Linked DNA regions of Mus musculus: region 1 is linked to region 2. Evidence: chromatin contacts called from public Hi-C data. All regions are on one chromosome and are shown on one strand. The core of a region is the stretch at or near the end of the contact, and the rest is flanking DNA. Distances in the headings are between cores, read along the strand shown. Region 1 overlaps Ebf3 (early B cell factor 3). Region 2 has its middle 11 kb from the start of Gm29931.

The links. Hi-C and Micro-C count contacts between places; a contact is called where the count stands out from the background.
Region 1: a contact with region 2 is called in a Hi-C map of proximal limb bud, with 7 times the contacts expected there. The contact joins two enhancer-like sites. A contact is called at or near these places in 5 of 484 Hi-C or Micro-C datasets (cranial neural crest, nephron progenitors, proximal limb bud and 1 more), 11 of 115 datasets of contacts at active chromatin or transcription factors (craniofacial prominence, embryonic basal ganglia, embryonic fibroblasts and 8 more) and 1 of 9 other capture datasets (embryonic trunk).

Annotation. Positions count from the first base shown.
Region 1 is chr7:137,295,322-137,302,333 of GRCm38.p6, forward strand. All of the region lies in intron 6 of Ebf3 (early B cell factor 3), which reads right to left. Among named protein-coding and RNA genes, the nearest start is that of Ebf3, 16 kb to the right of the region's middle. Within about 2 kb of position 4,995, at least 37 of the 459 cell types and tissues checked have an H3K27ac peak or open chromatin away from gene starts, as enhancers often do. A contact at or near this core is called in proximal limb bud, where this site is marked.
Region 2 is chr7:136,481,686-136,488,868 of GRCm38.p6, forward strand. No RefSeq gene overlaps it. Among named protein-coding and RNA genes, the nearest start is that of Gm29931, 11 kb to the right of the region's middle. Within about 2 kb of position 3,591, at least 6 of the 459 cell types and tissues checked have an H3K27ac peak or open chromatin away from gene starts, as enhancers often do. A contact at or near this core is called in proximal limb bud, where this site is marked.

The sequences.
Region 1 (7,012 bases), core at 3,745-6,244, 820 kb after region 2:
TAAAGATATTTATCTCATACAACAAGAATAAAATCAATTTGCAGTGTCGGTCCAGCATCCAGCTACAATAACATTAAAATATATTGTTTACTCGCGGGTGGGGCCGTTTCTCTTTTCAGATTGGTCAATGAGGGGGACGACATAGCGTCCTCCTTTCAGAATGCTGGCCTGGCGGCTGGACATGGAGGAGAGCATTTTTATTGTTAATCAATGCCAATCAATTCTGAGCCTTGATGTTAAATAGGGATCAATACCACTGGGCTGCAGATGAGATCTGATCTCAATTGCTGAGCAGACCTGCAGAAGTTTTTAATCATAAGGTAAATCAAGACTGGAACATAAGTCAGATGAATTAATATTGGTGGTGGAGGACCTCGCTTGCCACTGATCCAGCACAAGGAAATTTCTGTCATATTTCATTATCACTCTTAGGGCAAGCTGAAGGCAGCGTTTGGGGAGCATTTCTTAGTGGAGGCTGGAGCGCCCCTCACACCACACGGTGAATCCTCACTGCAACTGCAGCCAGCTGGTCCACCGAGTATAGTTATACGTATGCCCCATGAATCTCATTTTATGCGATTAAGATCCATAAAAATTCAATAGCTTTTCTTCTGCAATTCACATTTTACCTGGTGAAATATCATAAGAATTTCATTATCTTTGCAGCTGTTGCCTGGGATCAAGCAAAGGTTATTATCCTCTTCGAAAACACTATAGAATATGTACGAAAATGTCAGGAGAACTGGGCATTTAAAGCTTGATTTTTTAAAAGAAAAACACTGTCTGAAGTTTAGAATAAACTGCACTTGACATTTATGTACCATGATGCATTTCTTGGTAAACTGATTTTGCAAGGAAATTCTTTGAATTCGGCTCTGTGACCAGATTGTAAAAGGAAAAGGGAAGATAGGAGGAGAGGGTTGGAGAGAAGCAGGGAGGGGAACAAGGAGGGAGAGGAAAAAGAGGAAGGAGGGTAGGAGGAGAGAGAGGAGAGGGGAAGCCAGGGTTGAGGAAAGGCAGCACAGGGGTCCCAGAGCCCAGTCCTGCACCTCACATCAGTTTGTACAGGATTTCCTAACCTTTCAGATAACCATCCTTGGGAAGATAACTCTAAGAACCCTGACCAATTGGAATGGTGTGATCCTAGGCTCGCTCAGGCCCCTTTAAAGCGTTTGAAGAAAAATGGTCAGTGCGGAGAAAGTGATTGATCAGAACGCTCTGTAAATCACGCGGATTCCGTACTGTCCTCCGGCCTCACTGCTAGGGTTCCACCTATGATGATAAATTAGCATTAGATGGGACCTAATGAGTTTACTAAACATTTGGGATTTGTGCTAATAAACTGGCTGGCTGTGAACTAGCAAAGGCAATGAGCAATCCCGCGGCTCTCTCTTATCTCTGTAACATGACAGTTGAACCACGCTTCCAATCTGCGATCAATTCATCATCCGACACCATTGTACATTCCTCACAAAAAGATAATTACTGCTTCCCTGGATCAGAACAGCCATATTTCCTTGGAATTGCAGGTCCTGGTAGCAGGCTCTGTCACTGCTGCCTTGAGCCCCACTGTACAGCTCTATTTATGATCATTATTTTCGCCTAAACAAGCCTTTTTCCTCAACTTGATAACGAAACCTGCTACGACGAGGCGGGGCGGTGACGACATTGTTTCCTCTGCGGAGTGCTTTTACATTTAGTGGAGGCCGCTGGCAAATATTTTATTCAGGGCATTAGTAAAAGTCTCCGCTCGTTAGAGAGTATCACTACCATTTCCTTCAACAACGACGACGACAACAACAACAACAACAGAAAAAGAGTCCTGTTTCCAGCCCTGATTTGTTAAAAAACAGAGAGTAAGAGTAAAGCCAGCCACGTCACAAGGAATAAATCAAAACGTGATTAAAAAGACTGTGGCCGGTTTAAAAATCACAGACCCCTTGCCTTCTCTGCTCCTCCTTCTGGGCTCTCCCTCCTCGCCTTACAGGGATCTGCCCTGCCGACTGGTCACCTCTCTGTGACCCCCACACACGCAATAAATTACCATAACACATAACTCTGAAACAATGTAAATTAGTTACTGTGCACAGCCTAATAAATGGGGACAAATGAGTTTGGTGCTGGAAAGGGGTCTGGATGTTCTAATTGCTGGGAATAGTTATCCAAGGGTCTTAGCAAACATGGGCCATGACCACTACTCATGACCGACACTCTGAGCCCAGCAAGCACACTTCCCACTGCATTTGTTTGTTTGTTTGTTTGTTTGTCTGTTTGTTATTAGGCCTACATACAGTCCTGGGAACATTAAAGAAGTATTTTCAGAGTATAAGGCATATGTGTGTGTCAGGATCTGCGGCCCGAGACAAGCTTGTTTTCACATGAAGCTTTCCTAGGCATCGTGACCAGCAAGTCAGGTTCCCAGAAAGGGAAGACCAGTGTCCGGGACAAGCCCGATGGCCAAGCAGAGTGGGAGAGACCTTGAATAGGGAATGGGTGAGGGGGGCAGGATCTGCATCTGAGGCGCACAAAGGCCCAGCTCTGGATGGGACCCGGGCTGTGTAGTAACTTGCATGACTCATTATTTGTTCAAAGTAATGATCTTTGGGGAAAGGACCGTTATATTTAGAGCCCGCTTGTCACGTTTAATAAATGGCAGGGACTACCGCTCTCCGTGAAGCACTCTCCCAGGTCCTGCTTCTCTCCCTGGGGCCTCCCCTGGCCGGGGACCCACAGCAGCCGATGTCTGGGTAACTGATGGCTGCTGCCCAGTGGCCAGCTCAGACTGGTGACCTCTCATGGTGGGGACACACCGTTCATCCAACCCAATCCCCAACTTGTTTCCTGACCCAATCTTCCGGGTGTCAGGGGGCTTATCGCTTCATTGAGAATGTGGAAGTGGATGGGGAACCGGCTCTGGCCACATGCCCGACAACCAAATATCAAGAAGAGAGGCCACCCGGCCACCCCGTCCCAGCACACTGATCTGATTTACAAACCTTCCCTAATGTGAAACAAATGCTGTTGGTGCGAATTCATACTTAACCGTAAAAGCCCGAGCACTGCTCTGTCTCGGATTAAATACCACATATAACTCTCAGCAGGCTTTATGTTCTGTTTTACTGTCAGCAATGGCTAAAGCTGGCCTAACATTTTGTTTGGCAATTAGGAAAATTTGTAGTTTAATTTATTAAACCAAAAAAGCCAACAAGAACACCAAACATTGAATTCATCCTGCTTTTATGCCATGGGGCAGCGTGGTTGCCTTTCCAACAATTTAATCATTCGCCTTTTATGGGCCTCCGTGATTTAAATATTCCAAACAGTATTATTTAGGAAATAAAACCCTAATAAGTGAAATTGAGCTGTGCCACTTCAATAAATGTTTAATATAAAGTTAAAATGCTTTAATTTTTTGTAAAGGAGCCAAGAACTTGAAAGGGGCGGGGGTTAGGGGGGGGAGCAAGTGGGACACGCAGCTTGCACAAGCTACAGAGCCCTACAAACAACTCTCCAACCTGATGGGCAGCACACGGGCTCAGGAATGAAAGAGCTGCACAGGGAAGCATCAGGACTGGAAAGAAAGGAACAAACTTTTAGAAGTGACAAAAAAGAATCACAAGGTGTTAGCAGTAATGTGAGGAGAGGAGGAAAACTCCAGGGCAGGCCACTCCTGGAAACAGCTGGCCTGCAAAGCCTGCATATTTAGTATGACCCTAACTGTGTGTCCCTGAAGGGCAGGGATCCAGGGACAAATGGACAAGTGCCATGGGTTTGGGAAGGGAGAGGGACAGAGAGTAGGATACTGGGGACAGAGGCCAGGGCAAGATACAGGATGAGAGATATATGCCACCAGACATTTGTCAAACTCCATGGAAGGTACAACACCCAGGGAACTCTCCAGTCATTTGTGGACTTTAGTTAATTCATATCAACGTTAGCTGGATATTAACCAGCTTTCCCCCCATCCCCATACCTAGTGTAAAATCTCCACACAGGGAGCACAGGTCCAAATGGTAAGGGAAATTATGCTTTCAGTTTGGTTTTCTGTTAGCCTAAAACTGCTCTGGAAACAGTCTGGATGCACAGACAGGCAGCACACATTACATAGCTCCAAACTCTCTGCCTATGGTCTCTGCTGCCCTGGGCACACCTGGGATGCCCACCCTCCCCTCCTGCCTGTAGGGTGGCATTCTACAGAAAGGGGCACAGGTCTCTCAGTGGTAAGGACTTGACACAAACACCTGTCTGCCTTACCTGTCAGGATGACTCTTAGATCCCTAGCCTCTCTACCTCTGGCAATGAGCGTTTTGGCAACCTTGAAGGATGCTCAAGGAGAAAGCTTGTCCTCAAGCCAGGGAAGGGACCGTTTCTGACTGCAGAACCAGAAATATCAAGCTGATTTGGTTGGAAGTGGCACCCTTTCCACTGGGCTACAGTTGTCCTGTTCCTAATGACAGGCCCTAGCCCTTGTCAAAGTTGGATGACCTACTAGTTCCTGACACCTGTACTCCCAAGGAAGGTGAGACACCCATCTAGGGCTATAATCAAATCTCAGGCTGGTGCTGCACATGTGTCACCCTCAGGGGGGACTGACCAGGCTCAGGCTCGACCTGATTTTACAGTCTAGAACATCTCCTCTGTACACATGTATGCAACTTGGACTCTTGGTGAAAAGCCCCAGAAAAGAAGGCATCCTGCCCTCACAGAAGCCTGTATGCATAGGGCCAGCCTTCCAAGTGAAGGATAGCTTCCTACTTTGCAAATTTGTCATCAGGAGGGCAAATGTTTTGAGATTCTTGAACACTGCCAAAGTTGTGTCTGGTTGTGTCGCTTTAACATGGCACCCTGCCCTTTGGGGCTTTCTGCTGAGAGAAAGAGCTAGGAATTACAAGCAGGGGGTGGGGGTGAGGGATAGAGGTGGGACAGGGCGAGAGCTGCCTGTCGGGCAAAGGAGGCCTCCTCCCAGATGTGCAGCAGCTCCTCGGTCCTCCAGCAGAGACATGCTGGAGCCGACTTCTTCCGCTAGTGAGGCCTGGGCTCTGTATCCTACAACAACACCACCCGAGCCCCTTCCTTTCTGCACATGGTAAACTCATTTCCTAGTGAATTACCGGGAAGGCACTCGGTATGGCCCTGCTGCATTCAGAGGATGCTCACCATCCGCAGACCCTTCCTAGATCTGGAGCGTTTTCTAACTGAGTAACCTTCAGTGAAGGAGTTCCAGACGGACAGGGGTTGGTTTTCTTTCTTTTTAACGGAGTAGGAGCAAGAAGCGATACAATAGCAAACTGAAGTCAGAGTTCCCCTATGCCCATGCCCATAAGCATAGTGCTCTTCATCCAGCTCCTTGGCAAATTTACAGCATTTACCATTTTGACAGATGCGGCGGGCTGTTCTCGGAATAAAGTGTTTTAGAGAGCGTTGTCGAGCTTCAAGGATGCAACGAACATTAGTTACCGCCCCCCCCCCCAAGTTCGAGAAGCTTATAAAATACAAGAAAACCCTTAACCCATAAAATCCCTCCACTTATTTTTCTAAATAATAGCCATATTTTTATTTTAAAGCATTCATAATGCCAGCATAATGTCTCATTATATAGAGTTTTAACCACAAACATTTTGGAGAGATTTGCTACTAAGATAAACAAACAAGAAGAACGTGTGTTCTGGCAAGCAGTCAGGAGCGGACGGGTGAATGGTTTTCATTTTCTCAGAGTGCAAGCTAAGGCAGCTCTGCCAAGTACAGGTTAAGCTCCTCGAGTTCTCACTTCCTGTACCCCCACTTGTCAATCACTTCCTGTCTGCCACGACAATCTCCATCATTAGAGCCTGGAATTTTTATCTCCTCCAACATGCCTCTCGTTGCTACTGTGAGTTTGAATTCTGATAAATTATTCACCATCTTTGAAAAGTAACCGAAAATTATAGCATCAACTTCAGCCACCTATATCTGGGGAAGATCGCCCTCCTCCTCCTCCCTGTGTGCATCCCCCATGCTTCCATGAGGCCAGCTTCTCCTGCGTTCTCCAGCGTCATGAGAAGGCCTCTGGCCAGCCCCAATTATCTTCTGGTGCACAGAGCGTAATTATTTGCTTCCTGTAAGCATGCGTAACAGAACTCGGAGTTTGGACGGCTTTCCATACGGTAATCCAATTCGTCCATGCCGTCCTAACACGATTACAGGCACTGGCTATATCTTTGCTCTTCACCTGATAAGGCTGCTGCAGAGGCGCGGGATGGTCTGCGTCAACATCCCTCCTGGAGTATAGCTTCTGACAGCCCTGCTTCCAGCCCCTCCCTCCAGCCCTGCATTTTCATAGCAACCAGCTGCCTGCCGCTGCCTGCCCCTAGCAGGCAGCACCAAACAGCTTCAGCCCTAGCAAGAGCTGATGAGAATCTGAGCTGGTTAAGAGTGCTGCGGAAGTCATTGTGGGCCTGTGGCTTGTTTTCCAACCCAATTCTACACCCGTCTGGCCTGGTCACCCTGTGGGCCTTACCCAGCCAGCCCAGGCAGCCATAAATCTCTGTAGGCATCCTTTAGCCTAGAGCAGAGATATAAACCCTAGGCCTGATGCTGGCCCTGGTGCCCTATTCACTGTGACACACAGCACTGGCTTATACAAAGATGCAGCATGCCTGATGCACAGTTGTGGCAGGGTGGTGGGCTCAGAAGCACGCACACAAAGTAGGCACTGTTCCTAGTGCTGCCCCCTCTAAATGAGAGCGTGTCACTGTGACTCTAGTAAGCTGCTCTTCCTTTTCTGTTTATTTTCAGAAGTTTATGAAAAAAAAAATTAAAGGATGAATGAGCATGGTGAACTTTTTGCCTCTCTTCGTTGGCATACCAGGGAATAAAACAGCCATTCACACCTGAGCCTGGCCGAGCCAAATGGGGCTGGTGCCAACCTGAATCAGAGTCTTTGTAGCCATTCCATTCATCCAAAGTGCATTTTAATATTGCCAAATTTCTAGCCAATATTTTCCCTTCTCTGAAGTCCCCATGTATTAAAACA
Region 2 (7,183 bases), core at 2,341-4,840:
GGCACACCCTATGGCTCCAGGGGAATCAAAGCTGCTCAGACCCCTCGCTTCCTCCTGCCTGGCTTCTTGTTCCAGCAAAGAGACTGGAATTCTTTCATTCTTTTCTCCCATGCTCCCTGTCATTGACCACTAGATAAAACATGGGGTAAACTCTCCCCATGAGACAGGAAGAAACAGACGAGCTAGAGAGAGCCCACTAGAGTTTCTACTGGAAAATTTTTTGAAATGCCTCACCTGTTCGTGGGTTGGTTCTTAAAGGATAAGGCAAAAAAAAGTCCAGTGTTGCTGGTCATATTTTAAAATTGAAAACATAACCTTTTTACATATATTAAAAATAGATAAAAAGGTAGTTTTTCAAGAAAGTTATGAATTGACTGTGTAAGAAAACTAAGATTCCTTGGCTCCTAAGGCACGGCAGAGCTGAGACTTGCATTGGGTACAGGACTTGGAGGGACACATATTCTAGGGCTGTAATGTATGTCAATAAACAACGGAGTACCCAAGCATGGCCAAGTTGACGCCTTACCCTCCAGTATGGCTGCTCTTAGGAAGGGTTCCTGGGTAGCAGTAGACAATGGCATTGTTACAGGATACTTCCCCAGGGACATTCATTCTAGACCAAACATACATTCTGGACACTTCTAGATAGATTGGCCCTCGTCTCAGCCCACAGTCACAGAACCAGGCTAATTAGCACAGTGCTGCTCCTAATGCAAGTCCACTTTAGCACAAATAATTCAATCAGTCTTCCAGTGCTGGAGGAAAAGGGCACTACTGCTGCTCTGCCTGTCCAGCAGGAGATGGGGACGGGGCAAAGGCCCTCAAGACAGCAACAGGCATATACTGCATACTTCCCTTTTCCAGTGCCTCAAGGGACTTGAGGAACAAGACAGGGCATCCTCAGGGAAGGCTTGCCCCAAAATCCTAAGGTTGGGAACTATCAGGATATACAGAAACCATAGACAGGCAATGTCTGTTGGTAGATGCATAGCCCTAGCAAAACTGACCAGACCCAGCTCCAGTGATAGCTGAGAACAACAAAAACTTAGCGTGTCCACCTGGCGTAGTTTCAGGCCTGAGATGTAGCTCAGTTGGCAGAGTGCTGGCTCACACAAAGCCTGCGTGAACCAGGTTTGGTGCCTTACAGCTGCAGCACGTCACAAGATCAGACACTCAAGATCACCTGTGGGGTACAGAGTGAATGAAAGACCAGCCTGGGCTACATGAGACCCTGTCTCAAAATTAAGTAAAATATTTTAAAAAGCATAATAAACAAATTGTCTGGTACATTTTCAATATATGCAACTGTACTCGATCACTAATAAAAAAAAAAAAAAAACAGCCTCCCCCACAGCCCCTGCTGTGGGTCAGAAAGAGAAGTATGGGACATGAATGTGTTCGCCTGGGGAGCACCTCCTTAACCCAGGGAGCACGTCCTTAACCACTCTTGGTAGTGTTCTCCATACTATCTCTTAAGCTCTACTTCCCTGTCCAGCCTTGATCAGGACTGCCTAACTGACCATTCTATGAGGCAAATATCTTGTGTGGACCCTGCAGTCCCAACACCAATAGCTGCACTGGCTCTCCTCTTCTGTCCAAGATGTGGGCCCAGAAGAAGTTAGCCTAGCTTTTTTTTTTTTTTTTTTTATTGCCTGCTATACCTGCTCCTGGCTTAGGTGATTGGCTGCCAGGTCTAGCTAGGGCTGCAGTGTCTGGCAGCTTAGCAGAAGGCCTGGAGTGGGTGGGACAAGAAGCAGCTCCCCTGGGAGTCAAGAGGAAGAAACTAGAAACAACCATTGAACATCTATTTAAAGCCTGGAAGCATTTGTGGAAGCCATTTCTATTATTGTTGAAAAGATGCAAATTTGGTTTAAAAAAAAATCAGCTGTATGGCTCCAGGCTGTTTCTCAGGTGCCCTGATTCCTAATAGGAACTGAGGCATTAGTGTAAGTCACCAGCAAGGCCAAGTTCACGTTGCTCAGAGGTAGCCCCAAACCAAACTCCTCCAAATACTGCAGAAGAAGATTTGTTATCTCAGGAAGGCAGTTCTTCCAATGAAACCAGGAAAGAAAAGAGCATCCTTAAAGCTGGTTCCAGGGTAGCAAAAGCCAAGCCCACCACCACAGGGCGTGAAGAAGACTGTTGCCTGCTGCAGCCTCTGAGAGGAGGCATCTCCTTTGTTATAGAATGAAAAACAATTTAGGCTAAAATATATATTTTACAGGGCCATTTAACTTTCATATCAAATGTTCCTTCAGACACTCATGAACACTCTGATCCACGGAGGAAGGGCATAAGCTTAGCCATTGGTTTTCATATAGGACCCACTGCCTATGGGAAACCCCATTGCTCCAGCAGATGCTGTAAACTTTCCAAATCCACTATAAACAAAAGCATCATCCAAGTCTATGGATGGCCTCAGCTTCAACAACCTCCTAGCCCCCCAATTCTAGTTGGCATAAATTCTGGGACAAACTAACCAAATGTTTTAGCATGCCGATAAATTTCATGCAGGTAGTTATTTGTTGTGCCTGCATCACATGTAGTTTTTTTTTTTAATAATACAGTTGCTGGGAACCCAAAATACCACCATCTATAAACTCAATAGTTTATCATCTTGTGACTATAAATCTTATATTAAAACCTTAGCCCCATAGGAGTGGGGCATAAAGTGGTAGTTTGGTCAAGAGCTTTGAGCATTGTAATACAGAATGTCTATAAAATATTTTACTGTGTTTTCATGTACAGTGAATCTGAAATAAGTTTAATGAGGAAACAAAAATGTAGGGAGATTAGAAATTGTCATTCATTACAAATTGTCATTCGATTCCTTTCTTGACAGTACTCTGCTCACACTGGCTCCCTTATACCTCTTTCCTTTTTATGCAGCAGAAGATGGACAAGCCCCAAATTAAGAATATAGTTTCAGGTCACTCAGTTTGGCTTGTAGCTTGGCAAAAACTGAACTGAAATAGGTCATGTGTGTGTGTATGCGTGTGTGTGTGTACGTGTGCGTGTGCGTGTGTTGGGGGAATGTCTGAGTGCTTGCTTGTATGTCTTTGCTACAACAGACACACAGGCATGAGAAACCCGTAAAAGCCATTTGGACACTGCTCTGTTGATAACGTGTGCATTTAGCTTTCTTTCATTTTTCCCTCAGAGGTCGGAAAGGATGCTGTTATTTTCAAAATACTGTAAAAAACATCACTACAAATTGCTTTGCTTGTCTACCTATGTATGTTACGCTGAACAAAATAAGAGAAGGGACCCTTCATCATGAAACACTTTTTTTGTTTTTCATTTTCTGTAACAACATGAAAATCTCTGTGTGACAAGAAGTCTGGTAGTTCACTCTTTCATTTATAATTTAACCACAGCCTATATAGCATAATCCAAAAAATATGGGCCATGATTAGTGTAAAAATCAAACACAGAATACTCTAAGAACAAAACAAACCAAAAAAAAGAGGCGAGAAAGAAAACCTTGCAGGCTTAGGAATATATGTGGTATGTCTTTAATACTCCATTTTAAACTACCTAATTGTGTTTTTAAGCTTCGGTTCCTGTAATTTTGCAAGATGAGGCATTCCAGTGAGAAAACATATGGCGTGGGAGTTTTAAACCACACAGCAAGACTGCATCATAGACTTAGCTGCTATTTCGGTGTCACAAAAATCCACTGCTGAATTTATCCAGTCACCCATTAAAGAAAGAAAAGAATTAAAGGAAAAGGGGCTTTGGAAATCCCCAAGAAGGAGTGAAATATGTTATGGAGTTCAAAAGAGAAAGGCAGTGGGGCTGCAGACCTGCTTACAAGCCCAACAAATGGCAATTAGCAGCTGGCGGCTGGGAGGGCATTTGCAAGGACTCAGGAAGCCACAGAGATCCCAGCTGGCCGGGCCACCTCCACCCTGCCCACCTTCACCACTCAGCTAGGCAAGATGGCCCTGCTGTGACCCCCACAACAGTCACCTTTCACTTTGTTCCTGGATGGGTAGGCCGGCAAGAAGATACTATGTAGCTAGGCTGGTGAACAGGTGCAGAGGCCAGAGAAGGCTGGCTTTTATCTTCAAAGTGTTTTTGTAATTGCCACTTTAAGAAAAAAAAAAGTAGCTTTCACTAAGGGCAACTGACTTACATGGATCTTTTTAATGGGGGGGAGGGGTAACACGGAGGTGCTGGCATTGACAATGTAAATGTCATGAAAAACTTACAGGCACAAACTTTAGCTCTTACAAGAAATAGCTATTAAGAGATTCTAAGCCCTTCTAAATAGTGTTCTCATTGTAAGCAACTACTCAGCTCTATAGACGTACTGAGTGCAGATGGGTGTGCATATGTGTGCATGTGTGTATGTGCATGTGTGAGAGCCCTCAGGCTCCCGGGCACACAGGGGAATCAGAGTGGGGGCAGGGGCACGGAGACACGAAGCCATGTATATCATTATTCAAATTACAATCAGGTTTGCCCTTAAATTACACTGCTGTCTCTTATCAGAAATTGTTTCCTATACTATAATATACTGCAATAAGTGGACATTAATTAATGCTAAATTACAATGGAATTACATATTATATCCACATGAATACAGAATGACTCTATTACGAATAATATTATTACAGTAAATATTAAAGGACTTGCATGGGGTTTGTCACTAATTACAAAGTGTTGACAACCACATATGACCTTAAGTTAATATGAACTTTTAACTCTAACAGCCTCGGAGAAGCCTGGATGGATGCGGCAGGAGACAGGAGTGAAGCTGAGCCTCTGAGCTGTGGGTCACAGCTCTCTTGGAAGCCTGATTTATTCCTGGGGCAGAGGTGGCTCCTGGCTGGGATCCCTTTCCAACCCCCTTCCCAGCAGAGCCCTGAATGGCTCCTCAGCTCAGCTAAGAGGTTTTTTAAAAATTCAGGTACAGCCTAGAAAGCCAGAAACTCTTATTTTGGTGGATGGTCATTTTGTCTTCAGAGAGGAAAAAAAAAATACCGAAAGGGGGGAAAAAGAAAAAAGAAAAGAAAAGAAAAGAAAAGAAAAGAAAAGAAAAGAAAAGAAAAGAAAAGAAAAGAAAAGAGACCCTAAGCCTTTCCCCTTTCCTGCTAAAAGGGTCTGAAAACACCCTGGTGTCTTTTTTTTTTTTCCCCTGCAAGGCAAAAGGGAGTGGGAACCCTATAAGGTGTTAATCTTGATAATTAGGGCACAAAAGCAATTAGAGGTCTAAGAACCTTAAGACCCAGAATGCGTCCTTTTTGTTTATTTGCTTACCTTATTAAGTTAAATATCTGTCTGAATTAATCGCTAATGAACTCGAAGAGGGCTCAATCGCAGCAGCTTAATGAACAGCGTGTCGCTTACGTTTTACAGGGTCCCAAATCATGGAAGACTGCAAGCCAACTTGCAGTTCAAAATTACTTTTCTGCCCAATTTTCTGTTTGCAAAGCAGTAAATTATTTACATTTATTGTGCTTATTTAAGCACTTAAATGACTGTGGGTGGATACAGGCACATTTAAAAAATATAGAACCATTACGCAACCCCACTGCTAAGAATTCCTGTTATTTTCCCCCAAAGACTGTGGCTTCTACTTTTCTAATCTCTCTTTTGCAACAATTCATGAAAAAGCCCATTATTACATTGAACATGCTTTAATAAGTTATTTATTATTTAACATACTTTAAGAGGCAGGGACATAGAACTTCTATTACATGCTAAGAACAGTCTCTTTCATACTTATCCAGTTACCTGGATGTAAACACTTAAGTTTCCAGGGTGAAATCACGCTTGCGTCAGAAACAAATAAGAAGGTGCTTTCCACCGCCAATCATGTCATAAACGTTGATATTTGAAGAGATCTATTATGTTAATTATTGTCTTTGGAAATTGTTATTTTAGTAGATGTGTTTCCTTTAAGGGTTATTAATTTGAAACCAGTGGCTGAGATTTTTTTTTTTTTGAACTGTGCAGCTGGTCTCATGCACAAATCCACTGTCTTAAGTTGCACTTAAATGTGCAGAGAGGCCGCCCGTAGGCTTGTAGGAAGTACTCCCGAATGCTCTCAGCCCGCTGGCAGGAGCTCCAGCTACATCACCAGCAGCAATTGACTGATGCCAAACCAATAGATGGTCCAGATTTGTCAAAAGGGGGGTCAAGACTGCAGAACAAATGATTCAAGAAGGGAATAGCAGATACCTTAATGCTAGCTAGGGATGAAGGAAAAGAAAGGCACGCTGACAAAGGGAGGGAAAACCCAGGCTGTTCTGTTGTTACATGAGGTTCAGCTTATTCAAGGATTCCCCTTCAACTCTCCTAGGTTATAGCATCGAAAACTGCTGTGATTTCAGATACAGAGAGAACCCTGTATCAAGTTTCTCTGTGGATTGGTTGTGCTCACAAGCACAGCTCAGTTCTGTGCCCCATCTTACTGTAGCTCACATCCTGAATAGCATGAAATGGGAATAGTTTTCAAAAGCAATAATTTCAAGCAGTGTGTGTGTGTGTGTGTGTGTGTGTGTGTGTGTGTGTGTGTGTGTTAACATGAGCACCTGTACATGAACACAGGCATGCACAAAACCAGCTACTTTTGCTGTCCAGACTTGACTGTGTGGTTGTATTTTCCCAAATGATACCAGGAGCAGTGTAACAATCTACTGTTAAAAGCCCCCATGCTATTCATAAGAGATTATACTGGAGTAAACATCACTATAGCAATAATGATTTAATTAAAAGAATTAGGCATAGTTAAAAGAGCCCATTCTTTTGGTGGGGGTAGGAAGAAAAAAAAATCAATGACACAGTCTATAGTCCAAAATGGGGCGAAGCATTTTACTGTGATCAAACGCAGGCAATCTAGTATGTATCTGAAGTCCTCTGGTCTTTGTTACTTAATGTGATGTGGAAGATCAAAGATGCATGCGGTATGTGTTCCAGGGTTCCAGCTGAGCTGCTGTCAGGCATTAAGCTTCCCCCCCCCCCAAGTTGGTGATCATTCCACCTTACTCATGTGAAAGTGTCTCCATTAAGCTGAACGAGCCCCCCAAACCTGGCAAGTGTTTTGTGTGGGATTTTCCTCATCCCACCTGAAGATGTTGGTAGAGCAGACTTTTGCATCCTGATTTGCTTACAACTGGTTTAGTGCATCCTCCTCGTACCCCCAACCCCTTTCCCAAATCCAGAGATACTGTGG